Linked DNA regions of Mus musculus: regions 2, 3, 4, 5, 6 and 7 are each linked to region 1. Evidence: chromatin contacts called from public HiChIP or PLAC-seq data. All regions are on one chromosome and are shown on one strand. The core of a region is the stretch at or near the end of the contact, and the rest is flanking DNA. Distances in the headings are between cores, read along the strand shown. Region 1 holds the start of Paxbp1 (PAX3 and PAX7 binding protein 1). Region 2 has its middle 38 kb from the start of Ifnar2. Region 3 holds the start of A930006K02Rik (RIKEN cDNA A930006K02 gene). Region 4 holds the start of Ifnar2 (interferon (alpha and beta) receptor 2). Region 5 has its middle 4.7 kb from the start of Mir6367. Region 6 has its middle 18 kb from the start of A930006K02Rik. Region 7 holds the start of Ifngr2 (interferon gamma receptor 2).

What was found. HiChIP or PLAC-seq counts read pairs in DNA pulled down with a chosen protein or histone mark.
Region 2: a contact with region 1 is called in an H3K27ac HiChIP or PLAC-seq map of embryonic stem cells, with 2.3 times the contacts expected there. The contact joins the enhancer-like site here to the promoter of Paxbp1 in region 1. A contact is called at or near these places in 11 of 39 promoter capture datasets (the C10 cell line, the HPC-7 cell line, cranial neural crest and 8 more), 2 of 484 Hi-C or Micro-C datasets (B cells and bone marrow-derived macrophages) and 14 of 115 datasets of contacts at active chromatin or transcription factors (the 230-238 cell line, the NIH/3T3 cell line, bone marrow-derived macrophages and 8 more).
Region 3: an H3K4me3 HiChIP or PLAC-seq map of bone marrow-derived macrophages shows a contact between it and region 1, with 5 times the contacts expected there. The contact joins the promoter of A930006K02Rik here to the promoter of Paxbp1 in region 1. A contact is called at or near these places in 1 of 484 Hi-C or Micro-C datasets (B cells), 17 of 115 datasets of contacts at active chromatin or transcription factors (the 230-238 cell line, the SCID.adh cell line, bone marrow-derived dendritic cells and 11 more) and 4 of 9 other capture datasets (adipose tissue, embryonic stem cells, liver and 1 more).
Region 4: a contact with region 1 is called in an H3K4me3 HiChIP or PLAC-seq map of the 230-238 cell line, with 24 read pairs. The contact joins the promoter of Ifnar2 here to the promoter of Paxbp1 in region 1. A contact is called at or near these places in 9 of 39 promoter capture datasets (the C10 cell line, embryonic stem cells, erythroid cells and 5 more), 1 of 15 datasets of contacts at CTCF or cohesin (the NIH/3T3 cell line), 2 of 484 Hi-C or Micro-C datasets (B cells and forebrain), 27 of 115 datasets of contacts at active chromatin or transcription factors (the 230-238 cell line, CD8 T cells, the SCID.adh cell line and 19 more) and 4 of 9 other capture datasets (adipose tissue, embryonic stem cells, liver and 1 more).
Region 5: an H3K4me3 HiChIP or PLAC-seq map of pro-B cells shows a contact between it and region 1, with 3 times the contacts expected there. The contact joins the enhancer-like site here to the promoter of Paxbp1 in region 1. A contact is called at or near these places in 1 of 39 promoter capture datasets (the 3T3-L1 cell line), 1 of 484 Hi-C or Micro-C datasets (bone marrow-derived macrophages), 10 of 115 datasets of contacts at active chromatin or transcription factors (the 230-238 cell line, bone marrow-derived macrophages, cardiomyocytes and 6 more) and 3 of 9 other capture datasets (adipose tissue, liver and pancreatic islet).
Region 6: a contact with region 1 is called in an H3K4me3 HiChIP or PLAC-seq map of intestinal villus epithelium, with 7 read pairs. The contact joins the enhancer-like site here to the promoter of Paxbp1 in region 1. A contact is called at or near these places in 1 of 39 promoter capture datasets (the 3T3-L1 cell line), 1 of 484 Hi-C or Micro-C datasets (B cells), 11 of 115 datasets of contacts at active chromatin or transcription factors (the 230-238 cell line, bone marrow-derived dendritic cells, bone marrow-derived macrophages and 7 more) and 2 of 9 other capture datasets (adipose tissue and embryonic stem cells).
Region 7: a contact with region 1 is called in an H3K4me3 HiChIP or PLAC-seq map of the 230-238 cell line, with 19 read pairs. The contact joins the promoter of Ifngr2 here to the promoter of Paxbp1 in region 1. A contact is called at or near these places in 16 of 39 promoter capture datasets (3T3-L1-derived adipocytes, the C10 cell line, the HPC-7 cell line and 10 more), 4 of 484 Hi-C or Micro-C datasets (LSK cells, cardiomyocytes, forebrain and 1 more), 15 of 115 datasets of contacts at active chromatin or transcription factors (the 230-238 cell line, CD4 single positive thymocytes, VIP interneurons and 12 more) and 4 of 9 other capture datasets (adipose tissue, liver, macrophages and 1 more).

Annotation. Positions count from the first base shown.
Region 1 is chr16:91,042,991-91,045,893 of GRCm38.p6, forward strand. Paxbp1 (PAX3 and PAX7 binding protein 1) reads right to left here and starts at 1,389. Exons shown (of 18, transcript NM_026110.2): 1 at 1,016-1,389. The coding sequence starts at 1,364.
Region 2 is chr16:91,333,182-91,336,032 of GRCm38.p6, forward strand. No RefSeq gene overlaps it. Among named protein-coding and RNA genes, the nearest start is that of Ifnar2, 38 kb to the right of the region's middle. Within about 2 kb of position 1,535, at least 23 of the 459 cell types and tissues checked have an H3K27ac peak or open chromatin away from gene starts, as enhancers often do. A contact at or near this core is called in embryonic stem cells, where this site is marked.
Region 3 is chr16:91,463,735-91,466,952 of GRCm38.p6, forward strand. A930006K02Rik (RIKEN cDNA A930006K02 gene) reads left to right here and starts at 1,370. Exons shown (of 2, transcript NR_077219.1): 1 at 1,370-1,902.
Region 4 is chr16:91,371,257-91,374,420 of GRCm38.p6, forward strand. Ifnar2 (interferon (alpha and beta) receptor 2) reads left to right here and starts at 1,527. Exons shown (of 9, transcript NM_010509.2): 1 at 1,527-1,818. Gm36587 (a long non-coding RNA gene) reads right to left here. Exons shown (of 4, transcript XR_876244.2): 1 at 2,334-3,164.
Region 5 is chr16:91,521,427-91,524,229 of GRCm38.p6, forward strand. No RefSeq gene overlaps it. Among named protein-coding and RNA genes, the nearest start is that of Mir6367, 4.7 kb to the right of the region's middle. Within about 2 kb of position 1,270, at least 182 of the 459 cell types and tissues checked have an H3K27ac peak or open chromatin away from gene starts, as enhancers often do. A contact at or near this core is called in the 230-238 cell line, adipose tissue, bone marrow-derived macrophages and 3 more, where this site is marked.
Region 6 is chr16:91,446,026-91,449,038 of GRCm38.p6, forward strand. No RefSeq gene overlaps it. Among named protein-coding and RNA genes, the nearest start is that of A930006K02Rik, 18 kb to the right of the region's middle. Within about 2 kb of position 1,651, at least 93 of the 459 cell types and tissues checked have an H3K27ac peak or open chromatin away from gene starts, as enhancers often do. A contact at or near this core is called in the 230-238 cell line, B cells, hepatocytes and 1 more, where this site is marked.
Region 7 is chr16:91,545,656-91,548,440 of GRCm38.p6, forward strand. It overlaps Ifngr2 (interferon gamma receptor 2), which reads left to right and starts at 1,404. Exons shown (of 7, transcript NM_008338.4): 1 at 1,404-1,577. The coding sequence starts at 1,508.

The DNA.
Region 1 (2,903 bases), core at 139-2,638:
AATTAAAACAAACAAAAAATAGTATCAATTCCAGAAACTAAATGAAAATTTTAGTGAGTAACCCAAGGAACTTCAAAATTGTTAAATTTTGGCATATTTCACCCATCTCAGGATAAAAAAGTATTTAGAATGCTTCCTTAAAACATTAAGTCAAGAAACCTAAAACAATACACCCCAAAGTTATTCTGCCAAGTCTGAATAACTCTGGTCACAATAACAGTTATTTCAAAATTATGCCTAGAGTAAATCATTTTGCAAAACTAAGTTTCGAGTGACTTAGCCCTCATCTTTAATTTGAAAATCCAAGTCAAGAACAAGACATTTCAAACAATGCAAAACCTGGTCTGTATCTCCTTCAAACAAAATTCCAGAGAGGTCAAAGATAATTCACCCATCTTTCTAGAATCACGAAAGCATGACGCAAGACCTTCGAAAATCATCCAATTTTTCCTAACATGATGTTGAGGTACAAGTAAAATCGAAATCCCCTGCAGCCTGGTCCCTCTTCTGCTTCAAGAGCCAATGCCACAGCGGACATCTGCTCCTCCCATTTACTTCTACAGAGAAACCGAGACTGGACAACAGCAAGGGAGCGATTGGATCAAGGTCACCGGGAGCCAGGGCTGCAGCCCCAGAATTGTTCCCAGCCCTGGTTTCGGTCCTCCTCTTTAACAATCCGGCCTTCTTAATCAAGGAGGCCTAAACCGAGACGCCAACAAGCCGCAGGTACAGAGGCCTGCAGACGACTAAGAGCAGGCAGTTAACCAAGAGACTCAGGCTGCCTGCAACTCGCAAGGTAGGAAACGGGTCCACGGAGCATCGAGCCTTCTCCTCCACTCAGGATGGCTGATCAGGGCTCTGACAGCCGGAGGAGGGACTGCACAGGCCGTAGACTTGGCTGGTGGCAGCGCGGGAACACAACCCCAGGCAGATCCGGAGGCCGGAGGTGGGGAAAGGGGCGCGGCGCCCGGGCGAGCACGGGCTTGGGGTCCGCGTGGGCCGGGCCGGGGCTTACCTTCCTCCTCGTCTTGGAAGCTGAGCAGGCTGGCCCTGGGCACCTCTTTGTTCTCGCGAGGCCTCTTGCGCGGCTTCAGCCCATTGCCGGGCTCCGCGCCGCCGGAGATGCCGCCCCCGGCCTCAGCGCCGAGGCCCGGGTGGTGCGCGGAGGGCGGCGGCGGCAGCGGCCCCGGGCCCAGGAGCGACTCCCCCGCGGGGGCCCGGTCGCCGCCGCCAGGGCCGGGCTCTTCTCCCGAGGCCGGCGGGGGCAGCAACGGTGGCGGCTCCTGCTCCTCATCGCGCTCCCGCTCCTCCTCCTCCGAGTCGTTCCGCTTGCGCACGTTCACCCGCCGGGCCTTTCGGAACATCCCAGCCGCCGTCACCGCGCTCTCACAGCCGCTCGCTGACTGAGAGGACGAGGGAGCGCGGAGACCACCGCCACGCACGCGCAGTCGCAAGAGTTCCCCCCCACCAGCCGGGTCGTCGCGGCTCTGGCTAGCTATCGCGCCGCCTCGATTGCGCATGCGCCTGGGCTCTCCTCGCGCCCCACTACTTGGGCGGAGTCTCTTTGCACTGCCCTCTAGCGGCGCGGGGGACTGTTGGCATGGTACCCTCCGACTCCAGTGTTGTTCCAAAGGTCACAAAGAGGATCATCGAGATGAGAGGAGCGAGTGTAGTCTGTCGTCTCGGAGCGTGTTGCTGCAATGCGTCTTCCGCGCTTATACGGAGCCGTTACGTGTGGCAGCCTCCCTCCCACTCAGTGCCTGCAGGGTAAACAGAGGCGGGAGGCCGGGGAGAAGCGGAGGGACGAGTCAGTTGACTTGAGCTTGGGAAGGGAAAGTGCATCTCCATGGTTAATATGCCTCTTAATAACGCGAGGCGATGCTAGCAGATATCGTCTACAGATCAGAAACTCCATTAATACTTGCCATCTCTACAGCTTTATCAACGCAAACACTCTCAAAGGCGTGGGAGCACACACGTTAAATCCCAGCAGCACTGGGGAGGTGGAGGCAAGGCGATCTCTGAGTTCGGTGCCGGCCTGATGTACATAAGGAACTCCAGAATGGCCAAGGCTATGTAGGGAAACCCTCACTGTCTGGGGAAGACAGAACCAGAGATGATACATCTCCCTGCTGCCGCAGCCATTCCCAGGAGAGCGAGGTGTTTTCGGGTGGCTTGGTAAGAAAGCCAAGTTAGGTAGCAACTATTTTAACTATTTTACGAAGCATAGTGAATTTCTGAAACAAGCGGAAGGAAGATTTGTCTTATTTTCAGACTATATCACAGAGGGCAAATCTGAACCTTGGCGGCCTTAAAGAGATTGCATGAGCCGGGCGGTGGTGGCGCGCACCTTTAATCCCAGCACTCGGGAGGCAGAGGCAGGCGGATTTCGGGAGTTCGAGGCCAGCCTGGTCTACAAAGTGAGTTCCAGGATAGCCAGAGCTATACAGAGAAACCCTGTCTCGAGAAACAAACAAACAAACAAACAAAAAGATTGCATGAGGTTGAGCTAACACACAGGTTACCCAGTTCATAACCAAAGTTGAATCTTTTCTTTCTCTCGAGCATATCAGGATGCGTGGGTAGAAGTGTTTGTGAAATTATTTACATGTTTCAAAACCCGCCAAAAGAACGGGATTGGAGAGGTGAATATTGCAGTTTCGAACCAGAGGACCCTGGCTGCAGTCCCAGTACCCACACCCTCAGGGCTCCTCAAAACTCCAGTTCCTGGGAATCTGGCGCCCCCTTCTGGTCTCAGCATGCCTGTAGTGCCCAGCAGGACGTGTCCTGAATGCAGGCTAAAAGCATGGTGTTTACACATCATCTGTAAAAAGGTGCTGGACAGCACAGCAGTTAGGAGCACTTTGCCGCTCCTGCAGAGGACCTAGATTTGGTTTTCAGCA
Region 2 (2,851 bases), core at 285-2,784, 290 kb after region 1:
TGCATGAACCCTGTTCCTTGGGGCATCCAGACCAAGCAAGACAAAGTTAGAAAGCCCTGCACATGCTCTGCTTGCTCCTGGAACATCAGGGCTGCCAGCTTGGACTTCCCCTTCTGAGCCTATTCTGACCTTTAATTCCTTCATGCATCATGTTGGAAGGTGAGGTCTGGTGGGAGGTGGAGTGTTCATAACGTAGTCATGACTTTCTACAGTTATGAATGAACCAGACCACACACACACACACACACACACACACATACACACACACACACACACACACACACATACACACACACACACACACACACACACACACACACACACACACACACACCAGAGCTTCCAGAGACTAAACCACCAACCAAAGAGTATACATGGAGGGACCCACGGCTCCAGCTGCATATGTAGCAGAGGATGGTCATATCTGGCATCAGTGAGAGGAGAGGCCCTTGATCCTGTGGAGGTTTGATGTCCCAGCAAGAGGGGTGAGGTGGGAGTGCAGGGGAGCACCCTCTTAGAGACAAAGGGGAGGGCAGATGGGATGGGAGGTTTGCAGAGGGGAGACCAGGAAGGAGGACATTTGAAATATAAATAAATAAAATAACCAATAAAAAAATTTTTTTAAAAAAGAAAAGAAAAAAATGACTGAACCAGAACAAGAGTCAGCCCCCTCTCCTGTTTTGCAAGCAGCTATTTCACTTCCCACCCCCACACCATGTTTAAAGCAACATAAAGCCCTTACGAGAGCTGTCCAACTGACCTTGAACTTCTCAGCCAAAAGCAACTCCTCTTCTTTATCAGTTACCTAATCTCAGATGCTCTGCTATAGCAACAAAAACAAAGAAATGACCTTTCTCATGTATTTCCATTTACTTCTCTGAGTTATTCAATCAAAATGACAGAGTAGAATATTCTCAAACAACTGCGGCCATCCATGGTTTAACCCATGCAAACTTCCCTGCCCGAGTTCAAGACTAAAACCAGACACTGTACCCGTCATTCCTTGCAGCTCACCAGACATTTGTAGTCCCCACTGCTCATCCAGAAAGAGTTGGAAGGAACTGCTGTGAATTTTACAGAAGTCACTGTGCTGTGACAAAGTTCACGGCTCTCTGCACCACCTGCCTCTGATTCCCACCAGAAGCCATCATTCCTGATTAAAGCAAACACTGTCAATTCGGCCACAGCCCCAGGACGTTCTGGTCCCCTCTGAAAACATTGCCAAACAGCTCCCTGATTGGGTCACGTTAGGTCACAGTATCCACGGGTGGACAAAATGTAGTAAAAATTTTATGGGCCACTTGAGACCTATTGGATCGGCAAGGAACAAGCTAGGTCCAAAAAAGAGCGCAGTTGGATCCAAGTCTTTTCAGAAAGTAGTCACATATGGAAACTTCCCCAAGACTTCTCTGGCCCCTCAGCAGCCGGTGCCTCCACCCCATCACTCTTCTTGTCAGCCCGGCCAGTGCTGCTATTCTCTTTCAGCTCCTGTGAACAAAGAAAATGTCAGAGCCGGGTCTCTCCCTTTTGTTGCAATTCCAGAGAGCTCTTCAGGGAAGAGGGTGGAGTTGGGGGTGGGGGCCTATGGCCTGTCCAGAGGGCATTATCTCTGCCAAATGTCTATAGGTCTCCAGCAGAGCTGGCTTAACTATGAGGAGTGGTATCTCTGTACATTTGTATGTGTGTGTGCAGGACATACAGGCATACACACAGGTCCCACCAGGGAGGGCCCTGAGCACCCTGCACATTTAGATCTGTTCTTGCTGGTGGTGCTGGGGAGCCACTGAGGATCTCCAGTAAGAGAGGAAACCATCCTCAGCTCTGTGGGGCTGCTGGATCAACACTAACATCCAAGAATTATAAGAGTCCCGAGGACCCATCGGAATCCTTGAGGGTTCCACTCCCCTGGGGGATCCCTGGGGAGGTTTCAGTTCAGAAACCACAAATGCAGATTCCTGGTTAGTTTTGTTATAGGCTAGACTCTTGGGAGATTTTTCATAGCCTCAGTTTCCCCATCAATAAAATGGGAAGAAAGGTTTGTTATGCCTATACCCACACACCAGCCAATGTTGTTAAGCAATAGCAAAAAGAGCAGTACTTTCTGGCTTATCCCTCAAAATCACTTGGCAGGCTTCTGAAGAGAGAACTCTCAGCTCTCAGGGCATGAAGGAAAACATCCTTGAGAGCGGTCATAAGAAAGGCAGCCCCTCTCACCACTGACACACTCACCGCTGAGTAACTTCCTTTGCTTTTCTTTATCCAGGGAGATTCTCACTTAGCCCAGGCTGGACCTTAGTCCACTATGTATCTAAGAATGGCTTGTAATTTCTGATCCTCCTGCCTCCACTTCCTAAGTGCTGTGCATCATAGGCATGGACCACCAGAAACCTTCTGTTTAGGATGTGGTATATATGGTATCCATAGGGTCGTGAATAATTATACATAACATATAACTATTCACATACATGATTACTTATATGTATGGATATGGTATGCTAATATAGACCCATGTGTAATCCCCAAAGGCGGATGCAGGCATGTCTTCCATCATAGCTGATCTTCTATAATCCATTCTTCTTCCATCGAGAGAGGAGTCTGTGCCCATCCGCCTTGAGTTTAGGCAGACTTTTAACTCCCCTGCAACCAACAGTCTAAGATGGGAGTGAGTTGCAGGACTCTGGGAGCAAAACCATAAAAGGTTATGCAGCTTCCACACTGGCCTCTGGCACACTTGTACAGACCCAGAAAACCAATGCCCTGAAAGGTCTGAGAGGCTGCTGTGCAGTCAGGAAGCCGTCGTGACCAGGCTTGTGTCAGCTTGGAAGAGAGTACCGCAGTTGAGAAAAATGTC
Region 3 (3,218 bases), core at 120-2,619, 420 kb after region 1:
ATCACATTTAAGACCTTAAGCTCTAAAGTCTCACTCTCTTCATATTGTTTAGCTATAGATCCCTGTATCAGTTGTTCTAACTCAGAGGTTCTCAACCTTCCTGATGCTGTGACCCTTAAATACAGCTCTTCATGTTGTGGTGACCCCCCAACCATAAAACTTTCATTGCTACTCCATAACTGCAATTTTGCTACACTTATAAATTGTAATGTAAATACCTCTTTTCAGATGGTCTTAGGTAACCTTTGAATAAGGATCTCCAGCCAAAAGTTGAGAAACACTGTTCCAACGAGTTTGCAAGAACTCTTGGACAGTGGGAAATAGAAACTTTAACAACCTTAAGTATGTGTCACTGGTAAGGTTCTTCCCAATGACTTAGTAGCCACGACCAAAAACTGTTGGATCCACAGATCTTTAGGACTTGTTCATTTCATGAGTCAAACAGTCGTGGGGGTTGATTCTTTCGTTTTTGTCATTCAAGGAGCTTGGGTTTGAGCCTCTTTGTCTTGTTTTAACAACAGTTGTCATAGCTGCAATAATAACCCTAAGAAGATCTGAAGAGAGAGAGGGAGAGAGAGAGATTGATTCTCTGGCAGCCCAGGCTGGCTCTCCACTCCCAATATAATGGGGGCACCCTGCTAACTACCTGCTGAGGTTACAAACATGTGTTACCATGCCCGATTCAATTATTTCATTTTTGCTGCCACGGGGTATTGAACCCAGGATCCCATGCATGCTTGTCCAGAAGCTGCCGATGTCCTCATCCATCATCTTTAAATTTTATTTCCATAGCGTAGTCTTGAGGTATGTAAGTAAATAACCTTCTCAAACGCAGGCTCGAACTCTTTACGAATAGGTGTCAGGGAACCATAATCTCAGACCACCCCAGCCCCTAGGATGTCACCTCTCCGCACACTGGAAATTACCTGCCTCTCTGATACCACCGAGGGTGCCCGGCACCCGTGGGTTCCCACACTAGGTTCCAAGAGAGCCCTTGAGGAACGAGCCATAGCTCACACACACACACAAAACCAAGAAACGAAAGCGCTCAGTGCAGGAACTCTGAGCAGGCGCTCTAGCAGCAAACTGAGTTCGCCTCTGCTGTTGGAACAATTAACGGTGGGCTTCCGGAAGTGGGGAGGGTCATGACCTGTCAGGAAACGGAAATTAAGAGGACAGTGACTGCATACTACAGGGCCTTTGCAGAGGGGGCGGAGCTTTCATCGAGGGGTGGGGCCTGAGCGGAGGGCGGGACGGGGGCGGAGCAAATAGATGGGGTGTTCCCGAAGGGCAGAGCCCGGGCTGGAGGGTGTTGCTAGGAGGGCTGCAATGGGCCAAGGATTTTTTTTGGCGCGTCACTTGAAGTGACAGAAGACGTAAGAGGTAGGGCTGTCGTAGGCTCGGCGTCTCTGGTGCTGCTGGCCCAGGCACCTCGGGTTCTGCCCGTAGCCTTAGGTGAGCGAAGGCCGAGCAACGGGGAGTAATTGCTGGGCGCAGGTAGCTTGAGTCCAGCGCTCTCACCCCGACGCCCGCCCAATGGCTCTGCTCCAGCCTGGGATTCTGACCCGGGCCCGAGCCTGGGATGGCTGGTGGGTGGGAGACCAGAGAGCAGCAGAAATGTGCTTTCCAGCCCTAGTGCGGTTTGTCCCGGGTTAACGGAGGAGTGAGATGAGAGTATCACTCCTAACAGTCGAGCAGGCTAACAAAACAATAACAAATAAGCCAGGGAACCACTGGGCTAATTACATCGGGAGAATGGCGACTGCTCTAAGGGTGAGAGACAAGAGAGATCTCTTCATAGTGATGAAAACAAACAAACAAACAACAACAATAAAACCAAAAAAGACAGCCCGGCATCCCAGCCAGAACTCCTGGAGATAAGTTCCGACTCCTCTCAGGGAGGTAAGTGATGCCCCAGGTCTCACCCTGAAGATGGCACACGGTGGAATTCATGCTAGCAGCGTGACACAGCCCAGGGGGTTGCTTTGGAACCTTTGTTCTTGGAAAGTTTTATGTTCAGCTCAGGGTGAAAAGAGTTTTATGTCTATGTTCATGTAAAATTAACAATTGAGCAGGGTGTACATTGAGAAATTAATTTTCAGGAGCTAAAGAGACGGCTCACTGGTGCTGCTGCTCTTTCAGAGGACTGCTGTTGGCGTCGTGGCTAACTCTAGGGCAGTGTTTCCCAGCCTTCCTAATGCTGCAGCCCTTTAATACAGTCCCTCGTGCTGCGGTGAGGCTCAACCATAGAATTATTTTGCTGCTACTTCATAACTGTAATTTTGCTACTGTTATGAATCATAACAGGCAACCCATGTGAAAGGGATGGAGACCCACACAGGCTGAGAACCCGTGCTCTACAGCCTCTTAATTCCATCTCCAGGAAAATCTGATCTTCTGACCTCTGCACGTATATATACTTACACACACACACACACACACACACACACACACGCATAATTAAAAACAAAAATGACTCAAAATGTGGTGGCACCCGCCTGCAATCCAACACTGAGGTAATTGAGGAAAGCGGCTCAGGAGCACCATACCCTGTGCTGGGTGATGTGAGCTTGTCTCCTGGAACTACATTAAAGATGCTGAAGTGGATGGCCAGGTGGCGCGTCTGATAGGATCTTGATTATACCAGTCATTGAGTGTATGAACTAATTTAACGTTCAGCCAGTTAACAGTTATGCCAGTCATTAAGTGTATAAACTAAGTTAACTTTCAGCCAGTTAACAATTACACCAGTCATTAAGTGTGTAAACTCATTTAACTTTCAGCCAGTTAACGATTACACCAGTCATTAAAAGCGTAAACTAGTTAAACTTTTAGCTCTCTGTTCAGCTACTATCCATTTTACAGGAGTGGAAGCTGCAGCACTGAAAGACGAAGTCGCCTACTCACACTGTACAGCCAGTTTCTGGCTTAGCAGAAGAATGTCCTTCCTTCAGAGTCAGTCCAGAGGAGAGAGCGTTGTTGCTTAGCAACTGTTGGGCTGTTGGTGTTGTTTTGTGCCCTAGTGTTTGTGCCTGCGTGTTTTCCTGTGCAGCTGTATACATTGCTTTGCACCCGGATGTGGGGGTCAGAGGTCAGGCGTCTTCCTCCATTGTTCTACATCTTATTTATTTTGAGACAGAGTCCCTAACTGAACCTGGAGCTGATTAATTCAGCTGAACTGGTTGTCCAGTGAATGCCAGGTATCCTCCTGTCTCCAT
Region 4 (3,164 bases), core at 277-2,776, 330 kb after region 1:
CCCCACTTGCTCGGGGCTACTTCTACAACTTCTTTGAAACTGTGGCTGAAACTATTTCAGCACTGAACGGCTTTTGTAGAGAACCAGGATCCCAGATAAGAGCCTTTCAAATTCATGAGACTGGTAGGAATTCTGCCAGTGTGACATAAGTGGTGGAAACCTCTTCAGGTCAGCCCAGAAAGAGAGACTCAGCAACTGTCAGTCCTGGTAGATGAAACTGTTCTCTTAAACTGCATATGGTGGCTCTGGAATGGTGATTCTAGCATTTGGTGGGTAGGGCGGGGAGATCTTAAGTTTCAGGCCAGCTGGACACACAAAGAGATCTTGTCTTTAAAGAGGGGGAAAACACATACACACGCTTTTTAACGGAAAGAAAATCCCTTTACATAAACTGTGAACTACCTCCCCTTCTCTTCCCTCGGAGATCTGAAAGTGAGAATCCAGGCCCAGGTAGGCATCATTGCCACGCCTCCTCTTACAGACTTCCATTAGCATTTCCACCTTGGAACTTCCACCTTCATACTTAGACTGTGCATACGCTACAGAAAGCTCCCGCGTATTCCATTTCGGAAGACAAGGGATGTCAGTTCCTAAGTAGGTATGGAAAGATTGTTTCTCCTTACTCTAAAATCGTTTGGTCTTTAGCCGGGCGTGGTGGCGCACGCCTTTAATCCCAGCACTCGGGAGGCAGAGGCAGGCGGATTTCTGAGTTTTAGGCCAGCCTGGTCTACAGAGTGAGTTCCAGGACAGCCAGGGCTACACAGAGAAACCCTGTCTTGAAAAACCAAAAAAAGGGGCTGGTGAGATGGCTCAGTGGGTAAGAGCACCCGATTGCTCTTCCGAAGGTCCAGAGTTCAAATCCCAGCAACCACATGGTGGCTCACAACCACCCGTAACGAGATCTGACTCCCTCTTCTGGAGTGTCTGACTTACATATAATAATAAATAAATCCTTAAAAAAAAAAATCGTTTGGTCTTGAGAGAGGGCCCTGGGGAATAGTAAGCAAAGACCCAAGAAGAAGCAGGCAATGAGTTATGGTATTTATAATTTTTGTTTGTGTCCTGTGTGGAAAATTATAATCAGAGGAGCTTAAAAACAAGTAAGCACAAGATGAGAGAGGGAGAGAAGAGGGAGGACTGGGAGGGGAGGGGAAGAGAGGGAAGCATGATTGACAAGCGTTCTGACACTCAGTTCTGCCCAGACCCCTCTTCCTTTGTATTTTGAGTCAGGGTGTCCCTACATTGCCCAGGCTGGCCTTAATTTTGCTCTGTATCAGATAGGTATTGAATTCGAGATCCTCCTGCCAAGGCCTTCCTGGAAGAAGAGAGTACACACCCGCATCACTAGGCCAGGCACCCAACCCATTCGTATCCAGTTAGTTCTAGGGATCAGGCACTACCTAGTCCTCCAAGGAGGCAGCGATAAACACAACAACCCCGATCCGTTAACTCTGGCTCCCTGGACTGTACTTGAAGTGGGTGGGGTCGTAATGGATGCGAAAGTGCCCATTTGTCGCCGGCTCCGCCCGGGCCCCGCCTCTCGCCTCGTTCTCTGTTCACCGCTAACCCCGCGGCTGGGAACCCTTGGCCTCCGGGAGCCTGCGTGGTCTAGCCCTAGACCAGGGGAAACCAGGCTGCCAGCGGAGACTCTTCGGGTCGCGGGGCACCGGCCATCCCGCCGCCGTCCCTTTCGCCTGGCTCGGCTCCCGCCTGCCTCCACTGCTCGCCAGCCGCGCGCAGCTGCGCCTGATGCCCAGAGCAGCTCGGAGGTGGCCCCAGGACATCCCAGAGGGGGATTCACGAGACCCGGCGATTCAGGTACTGTACTGCGGGCATTACGGGGACATGAATGGGTGTCGCTCGCCTCGCGGACAGTAGGACTGGGCCGCCTCCCCGCTGCCAGTTCCCGGAATCCCCTTTTCAATTCTCCTCTTCGGGACTCCGCCTCTTCCTGCCTTTCTTCCGTGGAGAGTCTGAGGATTCTAGCTCCCCCGACCCACAAGCTGCGTATGGGGGGCCCTCGTGGCCCCCGCATGGGCGCCTTCCTTTCACCGTTCCTTTGGTGAACTCTGGGTTTTTGTGGGCTCTCTGCCTTCACTCCACCAGCGTCGCCTCACCGAGGGTGCATGGGGCACCTTAGCCCGAGCCATTGCCAGATCCTAGGGGGTCCACATTCCTTAGGATCCACTACGCCTTGCCAAGCTAGTTATCATCTCCAGCCTCTGGGTCCTGTTCTGCGTCCTGACACCCCTCCCCCTACACACACACACACACACACACACACACACACACACACACACACACACACACACACTGCGCGCCCTGAAACCTACCTAAGGTCCCAGGATCGTTTGTTCAAGCTCCTACGAGGTCACTGAAGGGGTTGTGGCCCGCAGAAGATGGGCAGGGATGGGATACAGGAAAGGCACTGAGTTTATTGGTAGCTTGCATTTCTATTCCAAGCCAGCCAATAGTGCATGCGGTAAACCGTTGGCCCCATTGACCCATTTATTTGGTTAACATGGCTCTACTGGAAAACTTTGACAACCTATGAACTTTTGTGTTTTAATGTTTGTTTTATGTCCCTGTTTTGTGTGACAGGAGATCTTAGGAAATAGCCCAAGTGTCATCTAAGAAAGGTGCTAAGATTGGGACCAGAGACTGAGTTTGCCCTACTGTCCCCTGTCCCTTGCCTGTCAGTCCTTCTGTGCAGCCTTGGGAGAGTAATGAGGTGGGGTCTGGTACTGGGGTAACAGAGGTCACACCAAATATGGCTTCATCGACTTCACCAACACACTAGCAATTTGGGGATCGTTAATGAGGTTCATCAGTGTGGCGCAGGAAGTGACTGTTGTTCAAAAGTGGCTTTTCAAATTTAAATCATAAAAAGAAAAACCCGGATGTGACTATTCTAAAGTTTTTTCCCCTGTATTTATTTGAACATTTAAAGAGAGCTGAAGTTGTAGTGCCCCTTCCTCGTAGTCTTGGATTTCCTGGCTTGGATTCTCAGGGCTGCAAGTTTTAGTTAAGTAGTTAATGTTGAGTTAAAGAGCTCTCTGAGGTTTGGTTTGAGTTACTCAACAATGTGTCTAAAATAAATCTAGGAAGACCATAGCCTAAGAGGTACTGTTTTAGAAGTGAAACTACTTTTTGTTGTTGTTGGG
Region 5 (2,803 bases), core at 20-2,519, 480 kb after region 1:
GCCAAGATTAGGGTGGGGAGTATGTTAGGTCCAGGAATGAAAAACTGTGAGTTTGGGTGGGTTTGTCTTTTTTTTTTTAATTTTTTTTGGTTTTTTGAGCCAGGGTTTCTCTGTGTAGCCCTGGCTGTCCTGGAACTCACTCTGTAGACCAGGATAGCCTCGAATTCTGAAATCTGCCTGCCTCTGCCTCCCAAGTGCTGGGATTAAAGGCGTGTGCCACCACTGCCCCGCATTGGGTGGGTTTTTTGGTGGTGTTCTTTTTGTTTTTGTTTTTGTTTTTTTTAAAGGGGGGGGGGTGGATAAAATGAAGCTTTTGCTTTGTCTTTTTCTAAAATTCAACTGGCCGAACCCAAAATCTTCCCCTGCATCAACCTGTTAAGGCTCTGGGCGGTGCCTGCTTCCTGCGTCCTGTACTCTTTTCTGTTTGATTTGTTTTGCTGTGCTGAGGATTGAGCCCTGAGATCCACACATGCTATGCAAGCTCTCTACCATGGAGATACAGCCTGGCCATTCCCATCTCTATGCTGATAATCACCAGGAATAAATATACTAACCAAAGACCTCGGTCATCTCAGAAACACAAGATGACAAAAAGACTAAGCCTCCATTCACCTCCCAGGCCCGATCATGGGCCAAGTACACTACACTGAACGCCTGCCCACATCCTCTCATTAATCCAGGCGAGGAGAACTGGCCTGGACCAATTACACTATTGGTATATTGCTAGTGCTATTCCTTCCATCGTAAGTAATCTGTTATGAGCGTATATAGAGCTGTCTGGTTCTTTGGTGGCCTGCTGGCCTGTGGACCCACTTCCTCAAACATATGGGGAATTTTTTATGTTGAAATGTTTGCTCTTGACTAAGCATATAGTGTCTGGTTACACTTCCTCATCAATGCAGGGAAGTCTATTCCCCCTTCCCCCTCCCCACCCATGTATAAAATTTAAAGAACAAGCATTGAAAAATGACCCAAAGGCTACATATACTGCCTTTCTCCACTCTGGAGTCTATAAGTAGATAGCTCAAGGTTATTGCCAAGAATTTCCTATTGAGACAGACAGACAGACAGACAGACAGACAGACAGACAGCACAGTATTGCAATTAGGCCCAGGTGTCTCAAAGGAATAAGCATCCTAAGATCTAACCTAGTTCAACTCAAGCCCTGCCGCCTGTGACCAGTGTGAGCTTGTCACAAAGCCGCACCTCTCTGCGCCTGAGCCCTGAGAAGTGCTCGAAGAGACCACAGGTCTGACTCACACAAGAGTAAGCTGCCCTTTTGGAGTTGTTAGGCAACGAGGTTGCACAATAGTGATGGCAGGGGAATGGATGGGTGGTGATAAACAGTTCAAAGTTGTAGTATTATCCAGAAGATTCTACAAGCACAGATTTCAGATTTCTTTTCTTTTAAAAAATCAAGTGTCCAAAACAAACAAACAAACAAAAAGGTCTTTCATTACAAAATAAGGACCACTAGCCAGACATAACCGTGCATATGATGTCATAATCTCAGCACTCCAGACCTAAGGCAGGATGACTTCCTGTCTCAGACACTACAAATGAGGGATGCGAGGGATGCGAGGGATACGGATGCTGATTTGAAGCAGTGTCAAACTGTCTCCTCTCTCAGTCGCTTTCCGTCACAGCACGTTAGTTCCTTTCTTTCACTTAGAAGCATGTGCTGGCCGCAACTTCTCCTTTCTTTCACGCTCCGCATTCTGTCAGGAAATCCTGCCAGGGCCGTCTCAGAAATGTCCCAACCACCATCACCACATCCACGGCCACTACAGTGATTCAAGCCACCCCTAGAAAAGTGGGACTCGTCTTAAAAACCCCAGCACAGAAACATCTAGCATAGTGTTTAACAGGTAGGTATCTGAGTAGCTCCACAGACACAACCATCACGTGAGGCTTAACTATAAATGCACACTTAGTGGGCTCGGCTGAAATGACCCCATTTAAGCTATTGCTATTGAGAGGGGAAAAAACGCAATGGCTTAAAAATATTTTCATGGGAGCTGGAGAGGTGGCGCAGCCATTAAAAGCACTTGATGCTCTTCAGAGGTCCTGAGTTTGGGTCCCAGTACCAACATCATGCAGCTCATAACTTCCTGGAACTCTAGATCCAGGGAATCCGGTGACTTCTTTTGGACTCTTCTACACACACACACACACACACACACACACACACACACACACACACACACTTTTTAAAAAGGCATATGAAAACCCACCACCATGGAAGCTTCTTAAAATATACACATAAATGCATATAAGAAGAGTTAAATTAGGTTATCGTATAACAGAACAATAGCGCCCATGCTGATAGACCACAGGTTACAAATGAGAAACCCTGAGCCAGGGATAAGCTGCCCCTTTTGGAGCTGTAAGTCAGTGAGGTCTAGGCAAGCTCTCTACCATGGAGATACAGCCTGGCCATTCCCATCTCTATGCTGATATTCACCAGGAATAAATATACTAACCAAAGACACTATAGAATATTTTCAATGCTATTAGTCTCTCTGCAGAACTTAATAAAACCCTTTTGCTGAAGACATCACACGCCTGATTTGTGGAACATGAAGAAATCTAGCTGGTGTAGGCCTGAAATTCCCCATCCCTGTCTTAGGGTTTGTATGACCAAAGAGCAGGTACAGGAGGGCAGGGTTTATTTGGTGTGCACTGCCAGACTATAGTCCATTGATGGAGGAAGTGAGAGCAGGATCTCACACAGGGCAGGAACAGGGAGGCAGGAGCTGACCCAGAGACCATGGAGGGGCACTGCTTACTGGCTTGCTTCCCG
Region 6 (3,013 bases), core at 401-2,900, 400 kb after region 1:
TTTGTACCTTAATGTGTCTTAAACGATTCATGTGTCTTTATCACTGTGCATTTTCCCCCTCATTACGGGTGGCTGTGAGCCACCGTGTGGTTGCTGGGATCTGAACTCAGGACCTTCGGTAGGATAATCAGTGCTCTTACCCGCGGAGCCATCTCGCCAGCCCCTCATATATGAGTTCTAAAATGTCAACTTAAAAAGAGCAGGTCCTGGAGTAGAGAAGCCTGGAAACAGGCTAAAGGAGGGGCCACCTTCGAGAAGGCAGCAGATTAACAACCCGCAACCCCCAGAAAGCCTCGGCGTAAGGAAGAGCCTCATATCCCAAGCAGGTCCAAGGGAACTGCACGTAGCAATCTTTATACAAACTCATCAGCCCCACCCACCCCGCTGATACACACACTATCCTTCAGACAGGGTTCTACTTTAGTCTTAAAGGAGGGGGGGGGTGGCTGTTCTTCCGAAAGTCCTGAGTTCAAATCCCACCAACCACATGCTACTAGAAAAAAAAAAATGGAGCACAGTCTAGATGCATAGTGGTCCATGCGTCTATCTGCAAATTTCCAAACAACATCTCCAAGATGTCAGTATCCTTAGCATTGGCAGAAGTCAGCCAAGGGATCGCCCAGGGCCTCCTGGAGAACAGAGATCCAACCATCGAGCATCTAAACAACAACAGGAGGAATGAGTTCCCCCAGCGCCAGCATGCAGCACACAGAGATCCGGTTCATTTAGCCCAAACCATCACTTCAGAAGTAACGGAGAAATATCCCAGTGCTTCTTGTGAGGCTTAAGCGAATGTAACCCATCGCCCAGGAAACAGAGAAAAGGTTTTTTTGTTTTTGTTTTTGTTTTGTTTTGTTTTTTTACTTTTTAAACTCTTCAGTTACTCAGAACGTGAATGAAACTTCTGTGGTTCTTTTGAAAAAAATGAAAGCTATTCACAGATGGTAGCTATTCACCATGTAAATACTGATAATTAAGCGGTTCCCTCAGTAAGCTGACCCAGGGGGCCCATGTCACGAATGGGTGTGTGTTTGCAGGAAGGCATCTTCAAGACTTCCTCTTATTTTCAACCTGAAGAACCCCTGACTGGTGCTGGGCACTGGGCAGGGATTGTGAGACTCTACTAGTACCTGCTGAATGGGACTGTGTCTGTGTGCTCCTAAGTGGATCTGTGCCTGTGCCTGTGCCTGTCTCTGTGCTCCCAAATGGGCCTGTGTCCTCTGTGTGCTCCTGTATGGGCCTGTGTCTGTCTGTGTAGTCCCCTGAATGGATTTGAAATAAAGTTGGCTCTTCCGTGGTGAGGTGGGGGAAATCCCAGGAAGTGAGGTCAGCAAGGTATGTGGACAGAGTCCCTCGCTTATCTTCCCCAGCAGAAAAGGGAGTACAACATGCCATACCCAGCTCCATTCCAACTCCACTGACAGAGGAACTAAATTGGAGAGTGATAGGGAGGTGGCAGGGTCCCTGCAATACACAAAACCCCACAGCACAAGTAAGAGGGCAGGCCATCTAGGCTCACCCCAACCCATGTGGTCTCCTACCCGGATCACTCAGCATCAAGCCAAATTTCTCCCGAGGACAAGGTAGACTGAAGACATTGCCAACCCCGAATGCTTTCCATTCTCACATGAGGCCCCTATCACCCTCACAGGCCTCACCCTTGGGAAAGCTGCCCAGAGTCTGAAGTCGAACCGACACAGAGTTGAAATCCACACTGTGTACTTTATCCACTGGAATCTAAGCCACCATGGCCCGGTGCCATCTTCAAACCAGACCCATTGCTAGAATGCATCCTTCCCTAGGGGCTGGTATCCATAGTAGGTCTCTTTTCTGGAGACTGCACAGTTATTCTGCTATGTTGTATAGATGACCACTAGAGTACCCCAATACTAGAGGCTCAGAGCTCAAGTCTGGTAGGAAGAAGAAAACCTCAGGCTCTGCCAGTATGGCCTCCTAAGCTTCAGCAGATGTGCACAGAGGGGAAGCTGACACTAACATGCCTGACATGCCCATGTGTATCTGTGGCCAGGCCCACAAGGCAGAAGTCACTGCCTCCCACCCAAAGGAACCATCACACACCTGACTCAACCACAGTGTCCACCACACTTGAATGAGTGAGCACCCTTCCCTCCTCTTTGGAGAGCTCACTGAATAGCCATCCTTGCTACACACCTTTACCTAGTCCAACAGTCAGCAGGTCCCAGCTCAGCACCCTTCATGAGCCTACGTAGCCATGCAGTCCCCAGCACCCAGGCACACCCAAGCCCAGAACAACCGCAAATCAGATAACATCCCTACCCCCCATGGAGCCTGCTGTACAGCCAGTAGCTGAGGGTACCCACAGCACCTGTGCTAAACCATCATCAGCTAAACACACAGTGGCCCGACCCCCAGCGAAGCCATGCGGCACCACCACAACAGAGTCTGCTCAGAACCAAAGCTGAGCCCTGCCATGTTCTGTGTGGACCAGAGAATAATCAGGCAGCCATGCTTTCCATTTGACAATGAGCCAACGTAAAAGATTAAATACCCAGGGCCAGGTGTGACGTCACAATCACTTAATCCCAGCATTTGGGAGGCAGAGGAGGGTGGGTCTCTGTGAGTTCAAGGCCAGCCTGGGTCTACACAAAGCAAGCCAGGGTTGCATGGTGAGACCCTGCCACAAGGAAAGAATTAAATTGAATTAAAAATAAGTAAGTAAACAGGAATCAAGAGAAAGCAAAACACGCAGCAGAGACCAACTGGGAAGACAGTCAGTCGGGGTTCCCAGGAGAGTCCTGGCGGAACAGACTTTGATCTGAATGGGCTCCCAGGTAGAAACCGAATAACTGTGGGAGACAGGTGGTGGTGCACGCCGCTAACCTCAGCACTCAGGAGGCAGAGGTAGGAGGATTTCTGAGTTCAGGCCAGCCTGGTCTACAGAGTGAATTCTAGGCAGCCAGGGCTACACAGAGAAACCCTGTCTTTAAAAAACCAAACAGCGGGTCAGCAGTGTCATCATACATGGGGCTTC
Region 7 (2,785 bases), core at 154-2,653, 500 kb after region 1:
GTTATCTTCCGCTGCCAGCTGCCAGATCTCAACAGAAGACTCAGCTATCAACGACATCAGGGTTCCTCTAGGCAGGAAGGGCAAGAGAGTGGATGCCAGCACCTAGCTGGCCTTGCCCTGACAAAGTTGCCTTGGGGAAAGGAGAGAAACGCTTGTCTTTGGGGGGTTGTATGCTTGAGGCATGGGGTACAGATCCAGGGAATATGCCCTTAGCACTGTGCTGAGGGAGGGAGATTCTAGACAGGGGTGTGGTAGGGAGTGGGGTGAGGCAGTAGTAGCACTTCCAAAGGCTTACCATTTGGGGTCAAGACCACAGGCTGAAAAGCTTAGTGATCACAGGTCCTTCGTGGCTTTAGCTGAGTCCTTTTCCTTACCCTGTCTCATAAAAATAAAACATGCCGGGGGCAGGGCACGGGGCACTCAGAGGGGTATACTTATAATCCACAGCCTGTGTGGTTAGGTTTTCTCTCCTCTGCGGTTTTCAACACGTCCTGTTGAGAGGATCCCCACAGCCCTCCTCTTCTCCTTGGCATGTAAGTACATTTCTGGGTCTTGAAATTCTCAAGTCATAGTTCAAATTTTTGCTAGATAATTTCATCACGTATTTTTATAACAGGCCAACTTCTGGAGCCACAGGCACAAGGGAAGGGTTTGGGGGCCCACGACTAACCCCTGAGAGGTAGAGATGTGAGGATCTGTGAAGTTCAAGGCCAGCTTCAACTACAGTTTAAAGTGGCTTCCTAAGACTGAGGCCTCAGCGGTTAGGAGCAATAGCTGCGGTTCGATGACCCCTTTCTTTGACTCTTGTCTCCCTCTAACCATTCCTTTCGTTGCCCCCTTTTTTGTGGCCGAGGTGTGAACGTCTCTGCCAACAGGCTGGCCACTGGGGAAGGCTCAGGCTGGGAGCCTATCCCTGCCCTGCTCTGGGGTCACTTCCTCGTAGCTTCACAGCCACAGAGGGCCAAACCCACAGACTATTAAGCAACCAGTACAGTTCCTCTAGCTTTTCTTCCTCTGTGACACCACGGCCTAGAGGGTCCTCTCTGCTATACCCTTAAGTAGCCCTTTGCTTAAAAGGATTCAAAGCTTAGCACGATCTTTCCGGTCATTAAAGAGAACAGAATTCAAAATAAATGGGTCCTTAAATCGTACGTGGCGGGAGTCCGAAGTGGGGTGGGGTAGGGTGGGGATGGGTGTCCACGGGTCTCTCCAGAAGGATGGTACTAGAGATCTCTGGCCACACATTGGAGGTCGGCTCGGCGAGGTGTGGCCGGAGTCACCGGGGCTGTGTGCTGGGCTGCGGGGGCCGCGGTTCCCGGGAACACCGGGGAAAGTCCCCACGGGCCGGGCGGGGGCGGGGCCGGGCGCGGTGGGGGCGGGGCGGGACGCAGGCGGGGCGAGGCGGCTCTGCGGCTAGGCTGGGGAAGAGGCGGGCGCTCGGCTCGCCATGGCCGCTGCGGTGCGAGTCTGAGCGGCGTCCACCCCGCGGTCCCGGGCCGCCCGGGCCATGCGGCCTTTGCCACTGTGGCTGCCGTCGCTGCTGCTCTGTGGGCTCGGTGCCGCGGCGTCCTCGCCAGGTAAGCGCGACCCAGGAGACCCCCCACCCCACCCCCGACTCCTCGGGCTCTCCTGGGTGTCGCGTCCGCGCGTGGGTGGCTCCGGGAGCTTGCACCCGGCACAGGGTGGGGTTCTGCAGTCGTTCCCGATCTGCGGGTGACCGCGATCGGACGGGGCACCGACCAGGAGGAATCTGCAAGAGGGAGCTGCAGTGAGTGTAGCGTGGACCACGGGGAATTCCAGGCCTGGAGGTGGAGAGCCCAGTTCGTCTTTGGCTCCTTGGTGCCAGGGAGATCAGCTGACGGGCAGGACCAGTATTTGTCTGGGCAGCCTATAAAATCCTCGTACTCAGTTCCTCGGGATCTTATAGATGGGGAGCAGAAATGCCTGTGTCCCCTCCAGTGTATGGGGACAGAGGGTCAGCTGAGGCACACTTTTAATCTCAGCTCTATCCTACTCCGCCCACACAGCCCTTTACCGGGGTTCAACTTCCCACTTTTGTCACCAACCTGACTGTATTTATGAGCCAGTCATCAAAACCAACAAAAGAAAGACATCACTAACCAAGAACATTCTTCCTACGTGATTATATTTTGCTGGGTTCTTTCCCGTGCAGAGATCATATCAAAGCTTGGATATCTGGAGTCCACAGTGGTAGTGGGGTGCACCCTTGTGAAAACACAGAACTCAGGATGAGAAAAAGGGGTCCTGAAGTTTCTGGCCGGCCGGGCCGGCTTGGTTTACTCAGTGGGTCTTGCTGTTGTTGTTTATTTTGTTTTTTTTATAGTTTGGCCATTAGTTAAATAAGCCTACGAATTGGGACGTTCCCTCCCATTGGAAGTGGTGTTGAGGAGTTAGTTGGTCCTCTGTCAGCATCCCTGCAAAGGCCCTTAAGTTCCCTTTCTCCTTAAGGGCAGAGGAGCACAGGAGGATGAGTGGGTTACGCAGTTAACTTGTTCTCCTGGAGTCAGACAAAGACTTTAAACCCTGGCTCTGATGTTCCCCATTTTGCCTTGAGCAATCTGTGTCTGACACACCCACACACACAGGTCTCCTTTGGAGGAGAGCCTGCGATTGTCTGAGATGTCTGTGAACTATGTGTTCAGAAGTTGATAGGCGTATTTAGAAACTTTACAACAGACATTTTTCTAATGATTAACTTTTTATTATGCTCCACAAAAGTCGTGGTCTGTGGCTCATTAACAACAAATTGGATCCTTAGATATTT